Linked DNA regions of Sus scrofa: region 1 is linked to region 2. Evidence: chromatin contacts called from public Hi-C data. All regions are on one chromosome and are shown on one strand. Each heading gives the region's core, a stretch centred on a gene start, on an enhancer-like site or on the middle of the called end of the contact. The rest is flanking DNA. Distances are from core to core; before and after follow the strand shown. Region 1 has its middle 75 kb from the start of SIRPA. Region 2 has its middle 18 kb from the start of SIRPA.

Region 1 (5,777 bases), core at 1,055-3,554, 56 kb before region 2:
GTTTGCATTCTACTTGGTGCGTTCCTTGACTGGAGTGTTTACACTGTTACGTTGCAATGTCGTATGCCCCACCGTTCTTCTGAGCTCCTTGTGGTGGGGAACCATGTTTTTTTTGTTTGTTTTTAGTTCTGTTTTTTGATCATATCCGTGATATTAGAGAGTTCCCAGGCCAGGGATTGAACCCATGCCACAACAGTGACCCAAGTCACAGTAGTGACAATGCCAGTTCTTTAGCATTTTAGTGACAATGCTAAGCCACCAGGGAACTCCTTAAGAACCATGTTTAATTCATCTTTGTAATTTCAGCCTTCTGCCTGACTCCCCACAGACACTTAATATGTGTTTGGGTAATAAATGGATGAATGGATGGATGGATGGGTGGATGAAGGGATGATGCATGGAAGAGAGAGAAGAGAGAGGACTAGATGGATTTATTGCATCAAAATCCAAGCCACCATCATTTCTCCCTGGAGCAAATACCAGACTCCTATTGGTCTTCTAGTTTCTACTCTTGTCCCCAGTAGTACATTTAACTCAGCACTTAGGAATCTCTTAATTACACAATTGACATTATGTCACTCCTCTGTTTAAAACCTCCCAGGAACTTCCATGTAGGATCCAGCCTTTTGATCTCATCCCCTCATTTTTCTATGTTCCAACTGCTTTGGGAACCAGCCAAGCTCTCTCTCACCTCAGGACATTTGAATCTGCTATTCCCTCTGCCTCAATTCTCTTCCCTCTGCAGTGTGCAAACCTAGTATTCTCTTAGTCTTCAGATCCAACTATCATGCCACCCTCTCAGAGAGACCTTTCTTTTTTGTGTGTGTGTGTTTTGAGGCCCGCACCCGCGGCATATGGAGGTTCCCGGCTAGGGGTCGAATTAGAGCTGTAGCCGCCAGCCTACACCAGAGCCACAGCATTGCAGGATCCAGCCACATCTGCAACCTACACCACAGCTCACAGCAATGCCGGATCCCTTAACCCACTGAGCGAGGCCAGGGATTGAACCTGCAACCTCATGGTTCCTAGTCGGATTCGTTTCCGCTGTGCCATGACAGGAAATCGAGAGATCCTTCTTAATCTTCTAAGTTAACATAACCACCATCTTGATCCCCAAAGGCAAAAGGGCTTTGGCTGCTAAAATCCAGCCAGCTCCCCAGGGCAACAATCTCACCTGGACAGAGGTTCAGACCTCTCCCCGGGGGCACCCACAAGCCTCCCCTACCCCTGAGACCTTGCTCTTCCTCTTCATCAACTGAAGATCCTTCATGAATGGGCTTGTCTGTAACTGCTGCAATTAAACCATGGGAGCAACATTGGACCATTTGTTTACTATGGCACTTAGAGCTGGAATGGCTTGTTGTTTTGATGGTTTCTATTTTCAGCTCCGTTTCCTAGGGGTAGCGGGAGAGGGGAGGCAATGAATCCTGGTCTATTCAAGCAAAAAGATGCTTCAGTGAATCCTAGAATTTCAGAGTCACAAAATTCTAGACTCATTGTCATGGAATGTGAGAACAGTAAAAAATCTGTAATTTTAGTTATAGGTTCCTAGATTCATGGGATTCTAGAATCTTACACAACAAAAATTAGAATCTTGGTGTCAAACCACTCGTAGCCTTAGAGCGATGGAATCTTAAGAGATTTCTCACTTTGTTGAGTTCTCTGCTCCACTATTACCTCCTCAGAAGACCTTCTCCGATGACCTTCTCTGCAAGGTACCCCCCCACCACACCCACACTCTGTCACTCTCTATTGTTTCACTTTGCTTCCTTTTTCTTCCTAGCACTGATCACCACCTGACACCTGATACATCTCTCCACTTATTTGCTTATTGCCTGCCTCCCCCACACATTGGATTGAGGTCAGGAACTCTTGTTTTGTTCACTGCTTAGAAAGTACTTGGAACAATGCCTGGCGTGTAGTAAGGAATTAAAAAAAAAAAAAAAAAGTCCATTCATCCAACAAATATTTTTTGAGTACCCACTTCACATCGGCCCCTCGGAGATGATCTTGTCCCAGGGTAGGAGGTAGGTCTCACTGCTCAATTCCTGGGCTAACACCCAGGACAGTGTGTCGAAAAGAATTCTCAGGGCTCATCCAGGCTCAGGGGTGGGGATTGATTAGCAATGCCTGGCATGGACCCAGCCTTGGAGAGAGGCAGCCCTCTCTGCTCTGACCTCTAATGTTACACTTAACAAAACCGAGATCCAGAAAGGGAGGGGAATGCGCCAGCGTGGGCCAGCCTGGGGGTGCTGCAGCCAGGATCAGATGCACCACCGCTCTGTCTGTGCTCTTCGGGCTCATCTCACAGGGTTGCTGCCTGAGCCTGAGTCTCTCTCCCAAGGGCATGGGTTCAATGCCCTCCCCATCCCCACAACCTTTCGGCTTGCTCTCCTTCCGGGTCTTCCCAAGAAGAAGGGGCAGCTGGAGTCCCTGGCCCTGAACCCCAGCCTGGGAACCCAATTCTGGAATGCTGCCTGAATGCGCAAGCCAGTTATTTTTAAAAATCCGAAAAGAAAAGGAAGAAAGAGAAAACACGGCTTCAGTCTCTGTGCCAGCCCTGACTGAGAGAATAGAGACTTGAAAGGAACAAAGGGTTTCCTCAAACACGGCAGATCAAGGGCTTGGCTTATGTGGTAACCAGTAACCCACCACCGTGCTTTGTGACAGATCCTTCAGAAGGCAGAGGGCTCTGTTCCTGCTGCAGCTCTGGGGGCGGTAGGGAGGTACAGGGGACATCCTCAGCACCCCCACCCCCACTGCAGGTCAGGCTGCTTCCAATCACAGCCTTTGAGAACCCCTGAATGTTACAGCCTCAAAGGGCCTACAGGAGCCTGGCATCTGATACCTTCCTGATCAGACAGGCCAGCAGAAGCCCTGGAGGGCTCATTGTCACAGAGGGGGCCAGGGTACCTCTCTCCTGACCAGATTCCCTTTCAGGGGACTAGAAACCAGTTAAGTGCTCCTACCTTCCCCACCTCCCACATGCCCCCCTCCCTTGCCTCTTGCACACAGCATGGCTGCCTGAGAAAGCCTTCTCAGGAACTCTCCCAGCTACACAATTTCCTGTTCTTTTCCTCCCACAGATTTCCCCATTTGAGTGCCTATAAAGTACAAGTTTTACCCCCAGGTCTCCAAGATCTGTGCCTGTCAGTTCTGAGATCATGGAAGGATTGCACTTGAGCCCCGATGTCAACTAAGTCATGTAAGGTGGAACACAGACTATCCTCAGGCATTGTGTCAAGCCCCTTACAGGTGGTGCCCCATGAGGGTGGCACAACAGCCCTATGATGCAGGCGCCATTATCTCTGCTTTTCAAATGAGAAAACCAAGGCTCCAAAAATTGAAAAGTGTGCCTAACAGACACAGCAAAGGTTTGGCAGAGCTGATATTGGATCTACCTGTCTCCTAAGCCAGGCTCCTGTTCCCAGCCCTCCCCATGTAACACCAGCCATGGGACTAAGGAAGGCCCCAGAGGGGCCAGGCTGGGAATGAGGCATTCCCACCATCAGATGCCACCCTGCACATGAATCTTGCATTTGTCCCCAGCCCAAGCTGGCCTCCAGCCAGAGCATCGCTCGGCCCTTCCAGACCTTGTCATCCCCCCTGTGTTGCCCTCTCATGTGTCTCTGTCCCGTGGCTCTTCCCTACCCCACTGGTCAATCTGTGCCATCTCCATTCTGTGGGCCTTTTTGCGCATCGTTGTCCATCTCTGGCTCCCTGTTGACTCCTCCCAGTCTCTCTTTCCTGGGTCTTCCTTCCTCTTGTGCAGCGCGTGCTGCTCTCTTTCCAGATTCTCTGTCTCCTTTAATTCTTGGGCTCTAGCTCTGTGTCTCTCCCTCTCTTGCCCCAGCCCACCTCTCTCTGGGTTTTCCTGTCTCTCTCTTTCTTCCTAGCGCCGCTTCCATCTCTTGCTCTGTCTCTCTTCTCTCCCTCCCTCATGTCTCTCTCTGTCTCTGTACCTTTCATTCACTCCATCTCTCCCTCCCTCCTTCCGGTCCGGGTCTCTCTGTCTCCATCTCTGTAGCCATACCCACCTGTCCTCTCCCGCCCCTCCGGAGCCTGTTCCTTCCTTCTTCTATCCCCACATTGACACATAGCATTCCAGGGCATCCCAGCTTAGCTGTAGGGGGCTCAAGGAGGGATGGGTCGGGGGTGCTCCAAAAGGTGGGGGTGGGGGGATCGGGGGGGTTACGTTAAAGTGAACTGAGCCAGCCTCTTCCTTTTCTTCCTCAGAAACGACTGGTTGCTTTCCTGGGAGGCAGACAAGAAATCCCTGAATAGGGATTTAAAGCACTAAGCTCTGATTCCTTCTTTTTAATATTTATAAAGAGAGAAAGGGGATAATTTCGGGAAGATCATTTCAAGGCGAAAACCCACATATTTTCAATAGAATTATTCCAAAAGCCCCTTTCCGGCTCATTGGAGTGTATAATTTTGTAAGTTAAAGACACGAGGCCTGGTTTCCAAGTTCCCTAAAATGACGCAGCTAAGTGAAGGCCAGAAAGGAAGTCTAAGATGAGAAGGAGGAGCTGATGGTGACAGAGAGGAGACAAGCCTGTCTCAGGCCAGCCTGGGACCACACGTGGGCCAAGGGGGCAGCTGCAGCCAGTGCCCCTGCCAGACCCTCCTCTTCTCTGCCTGTGTCCCTCAATAGACCAGACAAGCGTGGGCATAACCATCATCAAATACCCATTCTCGATCCTGAGATCTCCAAGACCAGAACTGCAGAACCAACTGCCCCTGCAAAGGGGTCACAGGCTTTTCAAGCAAGATGTGTCCAGAGCTGCCACCACCACCATATTCCTCCCCAGACCTCTTCTCGCCTTGACTTTATCTCAACCATCCAGCTCTCTGAGCTGTCCATCTGGGAGTCTGCCTTGGGTCCTCCCTCTCCCCTGTCACTTCTGGTCAGCTGTCAACCTTGTTGGTGGTACACCTATTCCAGAATCTCCCTCGGTCCTCACTCCCATGGCCTAAGATGGGGCTTCAGCATCCCTGGCCTAGACCACGGCCATGGCTCTGGGCAGGGATCAGGGCCTCTGGTCTATGCATGGATCTTCCCAAAACTCGGCTCGTAGAATGATCTCCCTTCCTCAGAAACGGTCTCGTCTCCCATCACGTGCAGGATGAAGACCCAGTTTCTCTACCCTGGCATCTGGGATCCAGCCACAACCTAACAACTGTATTTCTTCATGCTCATCCTTCCATCACAAACCCTTCATCTGGCTAAATGAGCACTTTTTTTTTTTTTTTTTTTTTTTTTTTTTTTTTTCTTTTTTTGTCAGCTGTACCCCTACCAGAGCCACACCGCATCGGCCGCTCTCACCCCCAGCTCACGCACGCCGATCTCCCACTGGCACAACCGAACCCGCCCTCATTCCTGTCGATCTTAACACGGCCCACTCCGCCTTTTTCTGTTTACCCCAAAGGAATGAGGAATATTTTTCTATCTCCAAACCTTGGGGGAGGCTCCTCCCTTCTCCTAAAGTGCCAGCCTGCCATCTTGGCGCATGTGTCTCCAACCCAACCTCAAGGCCCATCTCCAATGCCACCCACCAGCTATGAGGAATGGATATAATGGCTCACCACTCTTCATTTTGCTGGCTCTCTTTCCTTCTCTTTGGCCCATGATGTTTCACTCTGTCTGACTTTCTCCCAGACCAGACCAACCTGGATTCTGTGGTTCTGAGAGTGCTTAAAATTATTGGCAGGATCCCCTGCTAATAATTACAGTTATCAAAGTAATTAGCAATATCATTGCAAAGATTAATTAT
Region 2 (5,681 bases), core at 175-2,674:
ATTGATCCTGTGTGTCCAGGGTAAGGCAGGGAACCTACCCTTTAAGCAGCATCCTCTCCCCCCACCTCCCGGGAGAGACAGGCTGGCGCTTGGGCTTTATTCCGAGAAGCACTGCAATTGCCCTCAGTTTCCTCACCTGTAAAATCAGAGTAAACAGAACCCCCCTCGCACGATTATTAAGATGCCATGAAACGATTTGTCTGGAAAGCAGCGCATGCCTCTTCATTTTTTTGCTGTCTGGGCTCTTATATGATTTCTTTTGTCTCTGTCTTTCCCATTTTCTGTTTCTGGTTTTTCCATTTATCTTTCTCTCTCCGCTCTCCCCACCCTCTCAACCTCAAAGAGAACTCGAGTCCAGAGCCAAAATGGAAGAACTGAAAAAGAGTGGCCCTCCTGTAAGGGCCAGGGGCCCCACCACTGTCCAAACAGCCTGTCAGCTTCTCCCCGCCCGGCCCCGCGGCTGCCCCCCAAAACAGAGCATGTCCCGCCCCTGCAGCCCCCACAGCAGCGAAGCCCAGGGAAGATGGGGGAGCCTTTGTGCGGAATGGCCCGGCTGCTATGGAAACCAGCGCTTAGGAACCGCTCAGAGCTGATCCATTCGGGGAGCAGCCTGGCCTTGGGGGAGGGGGAGAGGCCAAACTGCGGCCCGGACTTTGCCCTCCCATTACTGGCCCTGTGACGCTGGGCAAGTCACTTAACCTCTCTGAGCCCTCGCTCCCTCCCCAGCCTGGGAGCAGCAGGCCCCATTAGCGGCGGGTAATGACGGGCCTGCAATGACTGAACGCCGCTGCGGCTTTCAAGCCTGAAGACACGCCAAATTGCCGTTTGCTTTCATTACTGCGAGCTCGAAATATTCTAGTGCCAGCTTGCTGTGCGACCTCGTGCCACCCGAGGGCTACCAAACGATTTCCATGATAGAATTCCGTCTCGCAGAGGCGTGGTGTCCTCTCTGAGTCACCCTGGCACACACATGGGCACACCCACCAGCCACCAAGCTAAGCGCCCACCCCCCCAAGTGGCCCCAGTTGAGAAACCCTTGCCTCTCCTCAGAGTTCCCCTTCAAGTAAGGGAAGGAGAAGTGAGGGGGGTTCTGTGCAATGACTCTGTCCTCACTGCCCCACGCATGGCACAGCCGGGGGCCCTTGTCTGAGGGCGAGTTCCCCTTCTCCCTGCCTCCCCAGCACCTGGGCTCCCTAGGCCTCGAGCCCTGAGTCTGGGCTCATCGGCCTGATCTTTGAGGCCCCCAGCACTGACCTGAAAGCCTCCCCAGTCCCCTTGCCCCGTGCCACCACCCCTCCACGTGGCCCCCACGAGGGGGAGAAGAGCCTGCCACCCACACCCACCCCCCCAGGCCCCATGCTGAGGAGCCTTGAGGCCAGGGCTTTTCCTGTCTGTGCCTGAGCTTCCTCATACACAGTGCACACTACCCAGGGGCAGGGCCAGCACTGGTCCCACGGACATCTGGCTGTGCCCTGAGCAGGCCGCCTTGCTTTGGCCCATGCAGTTCTCTCTCCCTGAACTTCGTTCCCACGCACCCCTCCAGACCTCTCCAGGATCCTCTGCAAGCCACGCTTCCTCACTCACCTACCTAGTTTTCCAGAAAACACTATGACTTGCCCAAGATCACACAAGAAGCGTGTGGCTGAAGAGCCTCTGTTAGATCCCAGACCTCAGGGGGCCACTGCGTCCAGCTGCTCCAAAGAGCATCCGTGCATTCACTTAGCCAGCCAGGCGTCTGTTTGTTTGTTTTCCCAGCAAACATTTATTACGCCCCAGGCAGGCTGCTCAGTGCTGGGGACCCAGCCATGAACAAGGCCAGCAGAGACAGCGTGCAGCCCAGAGAAGCAGACAGATGCTAAACAAGTAATTACAAGTGTGATGGATGCCGCAACAGAAAAGCAGGGAGAGCCCTGGGAGGGGCCGGGAGGGGGCTGCCCATGTCTCCCCTTTTCACAAGGTTTTACCCCTGGAGTGTGGTCCCCCAGCTCCCTGCATCTGCACCTCTCAGAAGCCTGTTTCAGGCCAGCACCCCTGGGGAGAGATGCTTCCTTCTGAACGCATGCCCAGGGAGGGTCCCTCTGAGATGTAAGGACCACAGCTTCGGGGGCCTACAGAGAGTGGGGGGGTCCAGGTTTCCTCATCGCCTACCACAGCCTGAGCTCATCTGCCTCTTACCTTCTTAGCTTCCGTTTACAGATAAGAAAGCCAAGGCCCAGAAGAGCTGAGTGACGAGTGAGGGCAGCCGGAGGATAACGACCAGGCCTGCAGACCCTCGCTCTCCAGGAAGGCCCTCAGAGATGGTCCTGCCCCCGGGGTCCAGCATGCAGCCCCACTGATTTTGGAAGAGAAAATGACCCACCCCCAATGAGCCCCAGTGAGCCCCAGGTTACTGATTCTAAGGCACCACCTGTGCTTCACAATCAAGCATCTTCGTAACACAGAGAATAAGAGGCTCTGGCATCAGAAGGAATGGGTGTCAGACCACGTGCCTCTGGTCACCAGTGGTGTGGCTTCAGGCAAGTTGCCTAACCTGCCTGAGCTCAGTTTCCCCGTCTGTAGGATGGAGGTGATGACGGTGGATGTGAGGAGGTTCACCTCTTCGGACTCCTCGTCTTCCCCCTCCCTCTCCATCGCTGCACCCTTTAGGCGCTTCTCGAATGTGCAGGTCCTCTCCCTGCTCAGCAGCGCTGCCCATGCAGTTCCCTCCGCCTGAACACTCTTCCTCCAGATATTCACACCTCTCTCTCTCCACGGCACCCTTTGGGTGTCTGTGCAAACGTCATCGTTTCAGAGAGCCACGCATCAGTCCAGCAAAAACAGCCCCTGTATCATCACCTGAGTCCCTTCATGCCACTTTATTTTTCTCCCTTGTGCTCTCTCCAGCTTTCACATCTCCCAGCATGAGAACATAGGCTGCACAGAGACAGAGACTTTATTTTGTTCCCTTGCTGTCTCCCCAGCCAAGGCACTTGACGAGGGCCACCCAAGCACACGGTCTCGAGCTTCTCCGTGGCCTGTGCGGTCCCCAGCAGCCCTGCAAAGAGCAAGGCCCAGGCAGAGCATGTCTGCTGCTTTGCAAACCTGCTCAGGCCTCCTCCTTGAGCAGAGCTAAGACTCTGGAGACAGGAGCAAAGCCCTGCGCCCGCCCTCCCCCCCGAGCACCCTGGAACCGGCAGGCAGTGGAAAACCAGGCCCCGGCTTGGCAGGGGCTTGGAAGAGGCTCGGTGCCGAGGGGCAAGGCCCTGCCAGCTTCACTCCCCCAAACAGCGACCGATTGTCCCAGCACCTCCCCAGTCCCCCGAAGACCTCCCAGTGGTCACATTCTCACAAGGACACCCACTCTCAAAGCGGCCCAGCAGCCTGGCTGCTTCCGGCCACGGCAGGGCATGGGGGGTCCAGCCCTCGCAGGAGATCCTGGGACTTCCGGGCCCACCGGGAACTCACAGCCTGGTGCTTGGCGGAGAGCAGGCGAGGACAGATCCCCGGGGGCCGCCTGTCCTCTTGGCATTTGTATGCAGGTGCAGGCCCCGGACATGAGCTGGAATCCATCACCAGAAAATAAAACACTCAGGGAGAGCAGGGCTCAGAAGACAAACGGCTGCAGGACGAAGGTGACGCCCACCCTGGCTTGCTGAGTGCTCACTTTGCCTCCCTCTCGGCATCTCTGGATGGAAAAGCACCCGGTCCTCACGCCAGGGAGGTGGGATCCCCACTTCCCCAAGAGTGGAAAGGGGCACAACGAAGCCAGGATTAGAACCCAGGCCCCCTGGCTCAGAGGCAGGATTAGAACCCAGGCCCAGAAAAGGAAGCCAGGATTAGAACCCAGGCCCCCTGGCTCAGAGGCAGGCCTTTGATAGCTCTGTCGCCTCCCAAACCTTCCTTTCTGGTGCAGCAGATGGGGGTGAGGAGGGGCTGGTCACAGGAGTCCTGTTTCCATGGCAAAGCCCTCCTTTCTCGCTCTGCAGAGCAGTGGTCTGAGTCTGGCCTCAGACCACCTCCATCAGAATGGGATACAGGAACGTGCTCAAAACCTCATTCCCACGCCCACCCCAAACCTGCTGGGCTGACCAGTCTGCCTTTCTCACACGATCCTAATTGATTCCGATGCTCATCTGAGTTTGAGAATTGGTTTAGAGACAATTCTGACCTTGGCAGAACTAGCTTTGTATTTGGTAGGTGAACAGGCCTTTAGAAGAACAGCTATGGGATCTGGAGGTGATTGTAAGAATCTCTGTTTACTGAACATTCACTATGTGCTAGATAATTTTCTAAGTGCTTTATGTACATTTCATCCTCAAAACAACCCCATAGAGGGGAAAATATGATTATGTTGCCCATTTTACAGATGAGAAAGTGGAGGTACAGGGAACTTAAATTCCTTTGTACAAGGTTGCACAGCTAGAAAGTGGCTGAGACAGGATTTGAACCCAGATCCACTCAGGTGGAAGCTCCAGAGCCTGCCCTCTTACTAATAAGCTAAAGTCAAGGTCCCATCTCCGACTGCCCACCCCCCCCCGACCCCGGCCCCCTCTTGCAGCTCAGGTCTGGTGGGAAAGGAAGAAGCATACACAGGTGGCCAACTTCATGCAGATGTCCACTACAGGAGGGGCAAGCATGGGCTGGGGAAGCGCAGGAAAGGGACCCCAACCCAGAAGGGGGAGCTTACTGGAAAATCCTCCTTAGAGGAGGCCCTTCAGCGTTGGGTTCTGACAGATGGGCAGGAGTTTGCCAGGCAGATGTGGTGAGAAGGAAGCTCTTACACAAAGACCAGGAAGCATACTCAGAGAAATGTCATGTGACAGCCACATGTGGCTGGGGGGAGCCCTTGATGGCGTAGAAAGGCCTTGAAGTCCTGGCTAAGGTGCTGGACTGCATTCCGAGGACAGCCAAGGCGCCCCTGAAGGGTGGAGGACACAGCCTTGCATTTGGAAAGCCCGGCCTATGGCGCAGAGAGGCTGGATTGAAGGCAGAGACACTCAAGATAGGAAGACCCTTAGCTCAGGGGGCAGTGGGGTTGAGCTGGGGCAGCAACAGTGAGGAGGGGCCAGATGGGCTGGCCGGAGTTGTGGGCGGGGAGACTCTGAAGGGGGAGGCGGGCAGGCCAAGGCGGTGGGGGGGGAGCAAAGGCAACAAGGAGGACAGACTGGGGGAGGCAGTGTGGTCATTTACAGGCACTTTGATTCTGAGGCCCCGGAGGGCACCAGGAGGGCACCCAGGAAGAAGGTGGGGGTACATGGGAGGGAGTCATCAGGGCGGGGGGGGGGAGCCCCAAGGCTGAGGATGGGTGGGGTCACCCACTGAGAGGCGAAGTGAGGGAGGGAAGCCCTCAAGTTCTAGCCTCCCCGCCTGCGCCCACACTGGGTGTCCCCCCAGATCAGACTTTTCCCCTGCACATGGTCACACCCTTTCTCCCCTCCCCACGTCCTCCACTGGGGAGGGAGGAGGGGAGAAATGAGTGGGAGGGAGAAGCGCCTCCTGTCCTGCTGTCTGTCCTCTGAGACTCACACCACTGTCTGGAGGAGCTCTGTCTGGCCGCCTTCTCTCTGGTGAACCCGCACATGCTTGAGGCTCTACACATGTACTCGGCCAGGCGAGTTTCGGCAATGTGGCGACCCGGGATGGAAGCTCCCAAGGGAGCAAGTCTTGAGAGCTTTCCTACCCTTTCAGCCCCCCAACTCTCA

What was found. Hi-C and Micro-C count contacts between places; a contact is called where the count stands out from the background.
Region 1: a Hi-C map of brain shows a contact between it and region 2, with 3 times the contacts expected there. The contact joins two enhancer-like sites. A contact is called at or near these places in 10 of 47 Hi-C or Micro-C datasets (blood, brain, embryonic fibroblasts and 6 more) and 2 of 2 datasets of contacts at active chromatin or transcription factors (alveolar macrophages and skeletal muscle).

What each region holds. Positions count from the first base shown.
Region 1 is chr17:33,682,483-33,688,259 of Sscrofa11.1, reverse strand. No RefSeq gene overlaps it. Among named protein-coding and RNA genes, the nearest start is that of SIRPA, 75 kb to the right of the region's middle. Within about 2 kb of position 2,304, at least 23 of the 83 cell types and tissues checked have an H3K27ac peak or open chromatin away from gene starts, as enhancers often do. A contact at or near this core is called in brain and retroperitoneal adipose tissue, where this site is marked.
Region 2 is chr17:33,625,719-33,631,399 of Sscrofa11.1, reverse strand. No RefSeq gene overlaps it. Among named protein-coding and RNA genes, the nearest start is that of SIRPA, 18 kb to the right of the region's middle. Within about 2 kb of position 1,424, at least 18 of the 83 cell types and tissues checked have an H3K27ac peak or open chromatin away from gene starts, as enhancers often do. A contact at or near this core is called in brain and retroperitoneal adipose tissue, where this site is marked.